Linked DNA regions of Capsicum annuum: region 2 is linked to region 1. A link is a contact called in public Hi-C data. All regions are on one chromosome and are shown on one strand. Each heading gives the region's core, a stretch centred on a gene start, on an enhancer-like site or on the middle of the called end of the contact. The rest is flanking DNA. Distances are from core to core; before and after follow the strand shown. Region 1 overlaps LOC107874211 (G-type lectin S-receptor-like serine/threonine-protein kinase LECRK2). Region 2 overlaps LOC107874197 (linoleate 13S-lipoxygenase 2-1, chloroplastic).

Region 1 (4,734 bases), core at 1,033-3,532:
CAATGTCTTTTCTTTCTTTTTTTTTTTTTTTTTGAAATTCTTAATTTTTAACTTTCCACGCGAATTACGAGATTAAATGATATTTTTGTACATTTTATATATCTTTAATTTTAAGACAACAAGATGTAAAAGTTTTCTTTATTTTCTTAACATTTGTGTCCATCAAAAATTAGACAAACAAATTAAAACGAAGGAAATAACATTTTATTCAGCAAGGAGGACATTTTGATGATTGAAATGACTTCTCTAGTTTCCACCCTATTGCTGTTTTTTTTTTTTTTTTTTTTTACTTAATCATTCCCTATTCAAATATATTGATTTAAATAATTTAAATTTGTGCACGATAAAAAAGGAGGAATTTTACGCTAAGAAATGGCTCGAGTGTACTAATTATGCATTTGGTATACATTGTTATAAATGGAGTATACACTTACAACGGCTACAAATTAAAGTACCAAGACTAGGCGTGTGTAAAATTTTTGAAAAAATAACATAAACATACACCTTATCTTATCATATTTACATAAATTTCCACCCTGACAAAGTAATTACAAAAATCACAACTAATTATGTTTCTTCATTAGATATATCGGGGTCTAATTATGTATCTTGACAGACAAATCAGAAAAAATGTATCAAGAGCAAATTATGTATCTTTACAAAGGAAAAAATGTATCTTTGTTGAATGTATTATATATCTCGGTAGATCCAAAATTGAAAAAAATTGTATTGGGGGCTAGTTATTGATCTTTATAAAGGAAAAAATGTATATTCGTTGGATGTATCGGGAGCAAATTATGTATCTCGACAAATCCAAAATCAAAACTTTTCAATAATTATGCAAAATGTGGGGATTATCTGTAATTAAGTTACAAACTGTCGAGATTTATATGCATTTTCTCAAAACTTTTAGGCACCCCCCACCCCACCACACCCCAAAACTATAAACCTCCTAAATGTATACATTAAGTATGCAGTCGTCCAATCACTCGACTCTAAAGTATTTTGTAAGTTTTTCAATTAAGCATATACTCACCAAAAAGTAATAATTTTCAATTTCCTATAGTACATATGAAAATTACTATTCTTTAGCCAATATTGCTGATGTCAAATCAAATTCTAACAAGTCAGTAACACTTTTCTAGTAGGAAATTGCTTGAGGTGTCCCCTTACAGGAGTACTCGTAGGGTTAGCAAATGAGCAGATCAGGTCAAAATGGATTAAGTTAATTATTAGATCATAATTTAACCCACCCAAAGGTTTCCCGGGTCAAAATGAGTTAGAATCAAGATGAATTATGTAAAGGGATAACTCAATCCTCCCAAATTAACCCAAATTTGCATTTTATATATCAACCTACTCATAAATTAGAAGTTAAAACAAAACATTTTGTATATTGTCATAATGGAGTTAATGGAAAAATCAAGAACCCTAATGTATGCTACTTAGCAAGTTGCAAGTAAAGAATGAGTACTAACAACCTCTACCTATCTATAGATAAAGAATTTATCAATATCATAATCACAACAATATTCACTAAACTATGCATGTATACAAGTGATTAAAAATGTATACAATAATTATCCCTAGATCAATATAAACAAGTAGAAAACAATAGCAAATTTGTTATACACAAGTGATCAACAAGGCATACTATAAGTCATTGGTTCTCGAGCCATGAAATCAGCTATTGATGCTTGCATCAGTGTAGGCTACCAATAACATTACACCCCGGGAAGCGACATTTCCTCTGGAGTTGCACGAATGCAGGATGCTTCGTGCTTTGGATTGATGAAATTCTCTCTTAGACCGCGTCTACAAGAGAATTTTCAGTCCTATAAGGATTTGGGCATGGAGGACTAGGAACTTCAACAATTTCTTCAAGCATTAGCACTACTTTTTTCATAGTAGGTCTCAATGAAGAATCTTCTTGAATGCACCAAATAGCTACCATTAGAAATTTTTCTAATTTTTTTCTATCACTAATTGCATCAGAATCATTTTCAACAAGTTCATATATTGTACCTTCTTGGTAACAATCATAAGCCCAATAAGTCAAAATTGCTCTCTCTTCACCAACATCAAAGTCCACATTTCTCCTACAACAAATGATTTCTAGTAGCAAAACACCAAAGCTATACACATCTGCTTTCACTGTGATTGGCATGTTTCGAAACCATTCTGGTGCAACGTACCCTTTCGTTCCTCTTATCGCTGTTTGAGTCTCGGTTTGATCCATCCTCAACAACTTTGCTAGTCCAAAATCCGATATTCTTGGATCATAATGATCATCAAGAAGAATGTTTTGTGGTTTTATGTCGCAATGAATGATCTGTGTGCTGCACTCGTCGTGCAAGTACAATAGCCCTCTTGCTATCCCGAGTGCCACTTGAGTCCTTTGGTTCCATGTCAATTTTAGATCACCAAAGAGAAAATTTGATAATGAACCATTGTTCATGAACTCATAGGCAAGCAACCTATGAGGACCTTCATCACAAAATCCGATTAAACGGACTAGATTCTTGTGATGTGTTTGGCCTATCACATTCACCTCGGTCTTGAATTCCTTATCTCCGTCTTGGACTATCCGATCCAACTTCTTGACAGCTACCGGAATAGGACTGCCTATCTCGACAACACCTTTGTAGACTATCCCAAATGCCCCTCTTCCAAGTTCTTCCTTGAATCCTTCTGTGGCTTTTGACATATCTTTGTATGAAAAGTACCTCAATGTTTGATCCATGGTACTTCCATTTCGATCAAACGTTGAGATTTTGTTACGATAAATGAGAAAAAAAACAAGAGAAAGTACTACTAGAAGTAGGCAATTAACAAAAACAGAACTACCTAAGAACACTGATATAATAATGATGATAGTTTCTTGATTCTTGTTTGGCTTTGAAGTATTAGGATCTTCTAAAGCAATGTTACCTTTCCTTCTTTTGATGAATGCTTTAGAATTCACTCTATTATCCACTCTACCATTTGAAAGGGGCAACTTCTTCTTCCAACAACTATTTTCTCGAAAAATCGAAACAGCACACATACAATCATTCAAACATGCTGTCTTACATTTTTCTTCATCGAAAGGCTGAAGTTGCTCGTAATCACTTGTAGGCCAATCGATGTTCGTCATAGTTTCCATCTCAACCTGATCATTTCTTGCATTATCTTGATTGTCACCACACTCCTGCACGAAATCCGGTATGCAACCTTTGTAATCATCCTCTGGATCGACTAGTGAAAACCCTCGCGGACACTGACAATCCGGTCTTTTGTCGATACTTAGTCTGCAAATTCTGTTAAATCCACATACACCAGTACCTTTTTGAGTAGGAAAACTATAGCAAATATTATCAGGAACTGACCATACAGTAGACCAAACATCAGTACTTTTAGGCTCTTTCGGGTGCTGATAGAGAGTAAATACGCCATCAAAATTGAGCGTGGCACGATGATAGAACCGTGTTGATGGTCCAATATCACCCTTTGATAGAACAACCTCTTTGCTGTTGTTCACCAAGTGGAAAATTTGGCCTGATTCATTGAACTTCAACTGATAATTCGTTGCATTCAACTGATCGAAGCTACGAATCAAGAAAAAGTTCTCATTGATATATTCACTAGGCAAGTTCACAGTAGCAATTCCAATATTCCCATTTTTAAACATCCTGAGCAAGAATCTACCCCTCGAAAAGTTAGTCTCTGATCGACGAGATGAAATCTTGAATCCTTCTGCAAATGCTTGAGTTGGCAAGATTGTATCTGTACTTTGATTGAAACTTTCCCATAAACTTTCAGAATCTTTGTTAACAACCACGAAATTACCGGTATCTTTCATAGAACCATAAGCAACAACACCAATCAAAGGATCAGAAATCAAAGTCTCATCTTGCTGTGGACTAGTAAGGACTAATCCACGATCAGCAAGTAGCTCGATTCTTGATCCTTTAGGACATGGATTATCACCATTTGCATACCAAACTATAGTTTTTTCTGGTATTTTGTTGTACCATATTGACACTAGGAATTGATCTTCATTACCTAGTTGTTGGAATCCAAATGCAAAATCTCCATTAGGAGAAATCCATGGAGATGTTTTATCATCACCAGCAATGAGTGATGATCCAATTTTCACATCATTTTTGGTTTGTGACGATGCAAAATTTGGAATATGAATCAACAAGTTGAGTAGGAGAAAAAGTAACAAACTCACTTTGATCATTATTTTTGTTTTTTTTGGGATTTCACAAGTACAATAACATGGAAATGTAACCACCTTAAATAGTCGATAAGCTTGTTTCAGCACTTCTATCCAATTACGCGATTACTTATAAAGTCTATTTGACCAGCTTATAAAGCTTAATCAAAATACCTCATAGTCTTTTAACAAAAGAAAATTGGGGTTTGTTATTGAAGTCACAAGTGGAATTCAAGAATTGGAGAGTCAATACTTTTACACTATTAAATGATTGATGGCTTTGAATATTATGAACCAAAATCTTGATTGACAACATAGGACTTTCCAATCTACAAGGAACTTTTAATTAAGAGAAAACTTTTTGTTACAAAAATCATGGCCATCCACTTGTTAAATGGTTCTTTTTTAGAAAATAGAAAATCTTATGAGAAAGTGTGAGACCACATTCTCAATAAATAAGTTATTACAAACATAAAACAGACAGTCTGATATTTTATCTGTAGGCTGAGAAATATATGAGCAACTATTAGACA
Region 2 (4,734 bases), core at 645-3,144, 76 kb before region 1:
CAATCCATGTGGTTCATTTGGATCCTCCACAGCCAATCCCCTGTAAATTTTGCACAAAATAACATGTTAGTGGAAGGTCCTAACCCTTTTCATCATATAAATATTATATATATAGTAGATTCTCATCGCATGAGTTGCACGTGTTGTACATGTCAATAACGTGAGATTTGCGATGTAGGACGTGTGTGTATACTTGTTCAATTGTGTGATACTTTAAGTGCCTACTTGTACATCCAAAGTTGGAAGGCATAGATACCAACTAAGGCCAAGTTAAAGGAGACGTTTATGATTATGCCATTAGGAAAGGATTAGTGAACTCAAAAATAGAACTTCACAAAGGATTAGCGACCATGGAAGGGGAGCCTTGGAGTAACTGATAAAATTGTTGCCATGTGACCAGGAGGTCACGGGTTCAAGCGTTTGAAACAGCATCTAGCACGGTAAGGCTGCGTATAATTAATGCACCCTTATGGTGGGGCCCTTCCCCACACCCTGTCTATAGCTGGAGCTTTAGTGCACCAGGCTGCCTTTTTTGAAAGGATTAGTGACCATCAAACTTTGCGGTGGGATGGTAAATATTCGAGGTCTCAAGTTCAACCCCTCCGAATGGAGTCACCTTTGGTTATGAGCATTTTACCTACAAAATAGGATTTTCTAACTCAACTTCGGATTAGTCGGACCCCAATGCGAGCCCTAACCATCAAATGGGATCCACAAATAGTATAAACAAGACTAATGATCACAAAAAGTTGTGGTAGAGTGCTTAACATTTCTCCATCTATAACCACAGGTCTCGAGTTCGACCCCAATGAATCGACTCGCCTTTGGTTGGGAGCGCTTTACTCCTAAAGAGGGATTCTTTTAATGTGAATGCAGACTAGTCGAGTTCTAAAACAGATACCAGACACCAAATCGAAAACAAAAAACAGAAGATTAGTGAATTATTTACCTGCTAATAAGGTTTGCTGGGAGTGCTTCTTGATCAAATCTCCATTCAAGACCATAGGCAACAGCACTCAACTCCAATGCATACTTGCCAGGGAAAAATGAACTCTCAATGATACCATTGGCATTTATAAGTGCTTCTCTAGCCAAGGCATTTATCTCCATTGTATATCTGAAATGAGGATGCAATAATCTGTATATTGGGTGCATTGCACTTAGTTGCCTATTTGTTGCTATGATGTATGGCTCTGTACAACAATGAGTTCTTAGCCTGCAAAATTTTGGAGAACAAAATGAGCAATATGTTATACACCAGCATCAGAGTTACCTTGTTTTATTTTCAAGATTTCTAACAGCTTGCAAAAGAAGACGTAAATGTAAATATCTTTTAGGTGACCTGATAATGTAGCAATGACTAACAAAGAGTTTATATTATTATATACACCGTCAACGTAAGGAAATTTTATACTATCAAGTCACCTTTCCTTAGGTAACCTATCTTATTTTCAAGACTACGAACTTATATGTAACTAATATCTTTTAGGGACCTGACACTACTAGAACTAGAGGGTTTTCCCACCGAGCCCGTTCACTGGAAAAACACATGGTGGGAATGAGATTTTTTTCACACTGATTCAATCATAATATATATGCGGGAACAGCACGCCACTGAACATTTACCAATGGGAAAAAAGTGATGTTTTAGTAGTGTAATAATGTAAAAATTCTTTACACTATCATCATATCAAGTCACTTTTACTTGTTTTAGTTTCAAGATTATAAATCTGACGTCATAAGAAGAAATATCTTTTAGGTGACCTGATAACGTACCAGTGACTAATTAGTTGGTGATAGCCTGAGTCTTGAGCAAGAACATGAGCTTTAGCCAATTTCCATAGCCAAGCACCAGTGGCATGCCAAGTTGGGCAATAAACGCGCTTCCATTGCGGCTTACCATCTACTGGTGGCCTAATTAGCTCAATGGCCAATGGTCTCAATGTTCCATCAGGTGTCAAGAAGAACAAAGTTCTTGATCCATAGAGTACTGTTCCTTTGAGTTCATTCACTTTGTTTACATATGGCATCAACAAATCATGATAATCTAGTATGAACAACTTCTTTTGTGCAACTGCCTGCATTGACGTTGGGTATGTGTAACTCAATAAAATGATCATAAGGAAACACTTAAACCATAAGGGGCCATCTTTTGAATTTTTAACCCCCCTTAACAAAATCTTTAAACAAAATGACACGTGTTGCCCATCGGGAACAATTTTGGTTATAATGTTGTGACATAGAGATAGTGCAATGTGTTGCCTATTTTATATTGACATGTGAGCAATTGAGCTAACACATGTAACTTTTGCCAACATTATAAGACCACCTCTTATCGAAGTCATTCATGTTATCGTCTGCCAATATACAAACCAAAATAAATGTATTTTTCTCATAATTGAAATAAAAATACATAAGAATAATGTGTTTATATATACCTCTTCAACAGTCATAAATCCTGCAATTTCTAGTTCAATTAGCTCTTTTGTAATTGCTGATTCAGGAGGTCCATACACCTCAGGGTCTAGCTTGCTCTTCAATGGCCATTCCTGTATTTTCATAAATATTTTAGCTCAAAATATTTCAACCATTAAATTGATATTTTTTACCCAAAATGTATATAAATCGACCTAATTCACGAGCAATTTTTCTAAAACAAAAAAAGAAACTAGAAATTAATGACTTAGAGTACAGAAATCGAGATGACAATCTGGTACAAGTACAAGCGTCTTGAATAAATATAAAATTATTGTTATGTATAGATAGTGGTTGTTATCACCTCATAATGAAAATTATGATTCCGTCAGTAAATACATATCCTCACAGAATCTTATACTCGTGGTATGTATATATATCAATAGAATTAAAGAGAGTATATGACATACCGTAACCAATCGTATACTATATGGATTCAAACCAGCTAAAGTTTGACGAGCAAATTCCACATCTCTAAACCAAGAAAATTTGTCCCCTGCCATAAATATACATAAAAAAAAACATATATATAAATATTAATTTTTACATGAAATTTTGTAATTAACGATCAAAATATATAATATAATTTTACTAAAGTGATTCCAACTTACTAATCTGTATATTTATTAAGAAAATCTATGAATCATCAAAATATTATGTATTTTTGGAGGATCGTGATCCTTACTAATTTAACAATATTTTTGGTCGATCCAACCAACATATATATATAATGCAACGATAAATCAATCAGACCATATGCATGTGTTGGCTACATTACTCGAACTCTTCAAAAATGATTCGCACTCATGTCGGATTCACTAAAAATACACTATTTTTAGAATATTTGACATGCAAATGTCAATTTTTTTTTCAAGAGTTCAAGCAGCATAGTTGATACTTACTTTCAAGCAATTGAGGGGTTTCAAAGAGCAAAACATCTTTTCCAGTATCAGAAATAGCCTTAAAGAGCCTTGGTATGACATTCAATAGTCCCCCTTTTTTCTCTCCAAGTCCCGGAATATCGACGCCGACATTGAAAAGCGAGTCGATAGCCGGAAAATGAGGAAACCCTAGATCGGGATCGGAGACAACTGACTCCAATGCCGGCACGACGGCGTGTAGGACAGAGTGAACTGTGTTGCCTGAGAATGTTAAGCTCTTCACTTCTGAAAATGTTTCATCTCTTGGTACGTACACTGAGTTACTCCTTGATTCTGATAATGGATCTGTATGCATGCATGCACAAAATTCAATTCAAGTTTAACTTTTACGTACTGATAATATAAAGCATGCATTTTTACATTAGTTATCGCGTTACCATCTACTATGACATGTTAAATTACATTGATAAAGAGCCAATTTGGATTAGATGAGTAATAATGTTGATAATTGACAAATGTTAATTAAAAGAAAATAATTTGAAATAACGGAAAAAATAATTTTGTTATTTAACAGTTATGTCACATGTCTAGATAGAAGTGCAGAAACTTTTTTTGATAAATTAAAAGTTATGCATTATGGAAGAATTGAAATTAATAATAAGTAATTGATGTATTTAGTAAAATAATGTTCATAAGTGTTTTTTTAGTAAAATAACTTAAATGTCCTTAAAGTTATTTAAAAGAATATAAATAAAAATATCCTCTATATGGTAAAGGGTGATGAATGACAAAAATGGAATATAGAGGGAGTTAGAAATTTCATTTTGAGAGAATATTTTGGTGATTATAAAAGGGCAAATCACACATTTGGTCGATTGATCAAACCTAAAATACTTATAAACTGAAACATTATAAGTTGGATTAATCAACTTATGATTTTTGGTTGATTCAATTTGGCTTATAAATACTAGTGAATTATAAATTCATTTATCTATATAGCTATTTGATATTCAAAATAGAGATAAACATCGAGGACCTCCTCGAACCATGGTCCAAGTTGCTACAACACACTCCAACTTTACAGGGGTTCTATTAACCCCCCCCCACCCCACCCCGAACTTTATTTAATATATTCTTGTCACCCTTTTGTGCTAACATAGAACCTTAATTACATAAAATAGAGCCCACGTTAAAAGTGTCACGTCAGTTAAAAAGAATGACAAAAATACGTTAAAATTTAGTTCGGAGAGTAATAAAACCCCTGTGAAGTTGAAATGTGTCTTAGCAAACTTGGTCATAGTTCAGGAGGTACCAAATATTTTACTCTTCAAAATATAATCAAGATTCATGTCGCATAAGGCGCATTTATATTTTACCT

What was found. Hi-C and Micro-C count contacts between places; a contact is called where the count stands out from the background.
Region 2: a contact with region 1 is called in a Hi-C map of leaf, with 2.8 times the contacts expected there. The contact joins two enhancer-like sites. A contact is called at or near these places in 2 of 5 Hi-C or Micro-C datasets (leaf and placenta).

Annotation. Positions count from the first base shown.
Region 1 is chr1:203,454,694-203,459,427 of UCD10Xv1.1, reverse strand. LOC107874211 (G-type lectin S-receptor-like serine/threonine-protein kinase LECRK2) reads right to left here. Exons shown (of 1, transcript XM_016721060.2): 1 at 452-4,734. The coding sequence starts at 4,225. The coding sequence ends at 1,805. Among protein-coding and RNA genes, the nearest start is that of LOC107874211, 5.0 kb to the right of the region's middle. Within about 2 kb of position 2,282, at least 3 of the 5 cell types and tissues checked have an H3K27ac peak or open chromatin away from gene starts, as enhancers often do. A contact at or near this core is called in leaf, where this site is marked.
Region 2 is chr1:203,530,166-203,534,899 of UCD10Xv1.1, reverse strand. LOC107874197 (linoleate 13S-lipoxygenase 2-1, chloroplastic) reads right to left here. Exons shown (of 10, transcript NM_001325046.1): 3 at 4,733-4,734; 4 at 3,378-3,701; 5 at 2,886-2,971; 6 at 2,439-2,549; 7 at 1,777-2,078; 8 at 950-1,216; 9 at 1-40. Among protein-coding and RNA genes, the nearest start is that of LOC107874197, 10 kb to the right of the region's middle. Within about 2 kb of position 1,894, at least 1 of the 5 cell types and tissues checked has an H3K27ac peak or open chromatin away from gene starts, as enhancers often do. A contact at or near this core is called in leaf, where this site is marked.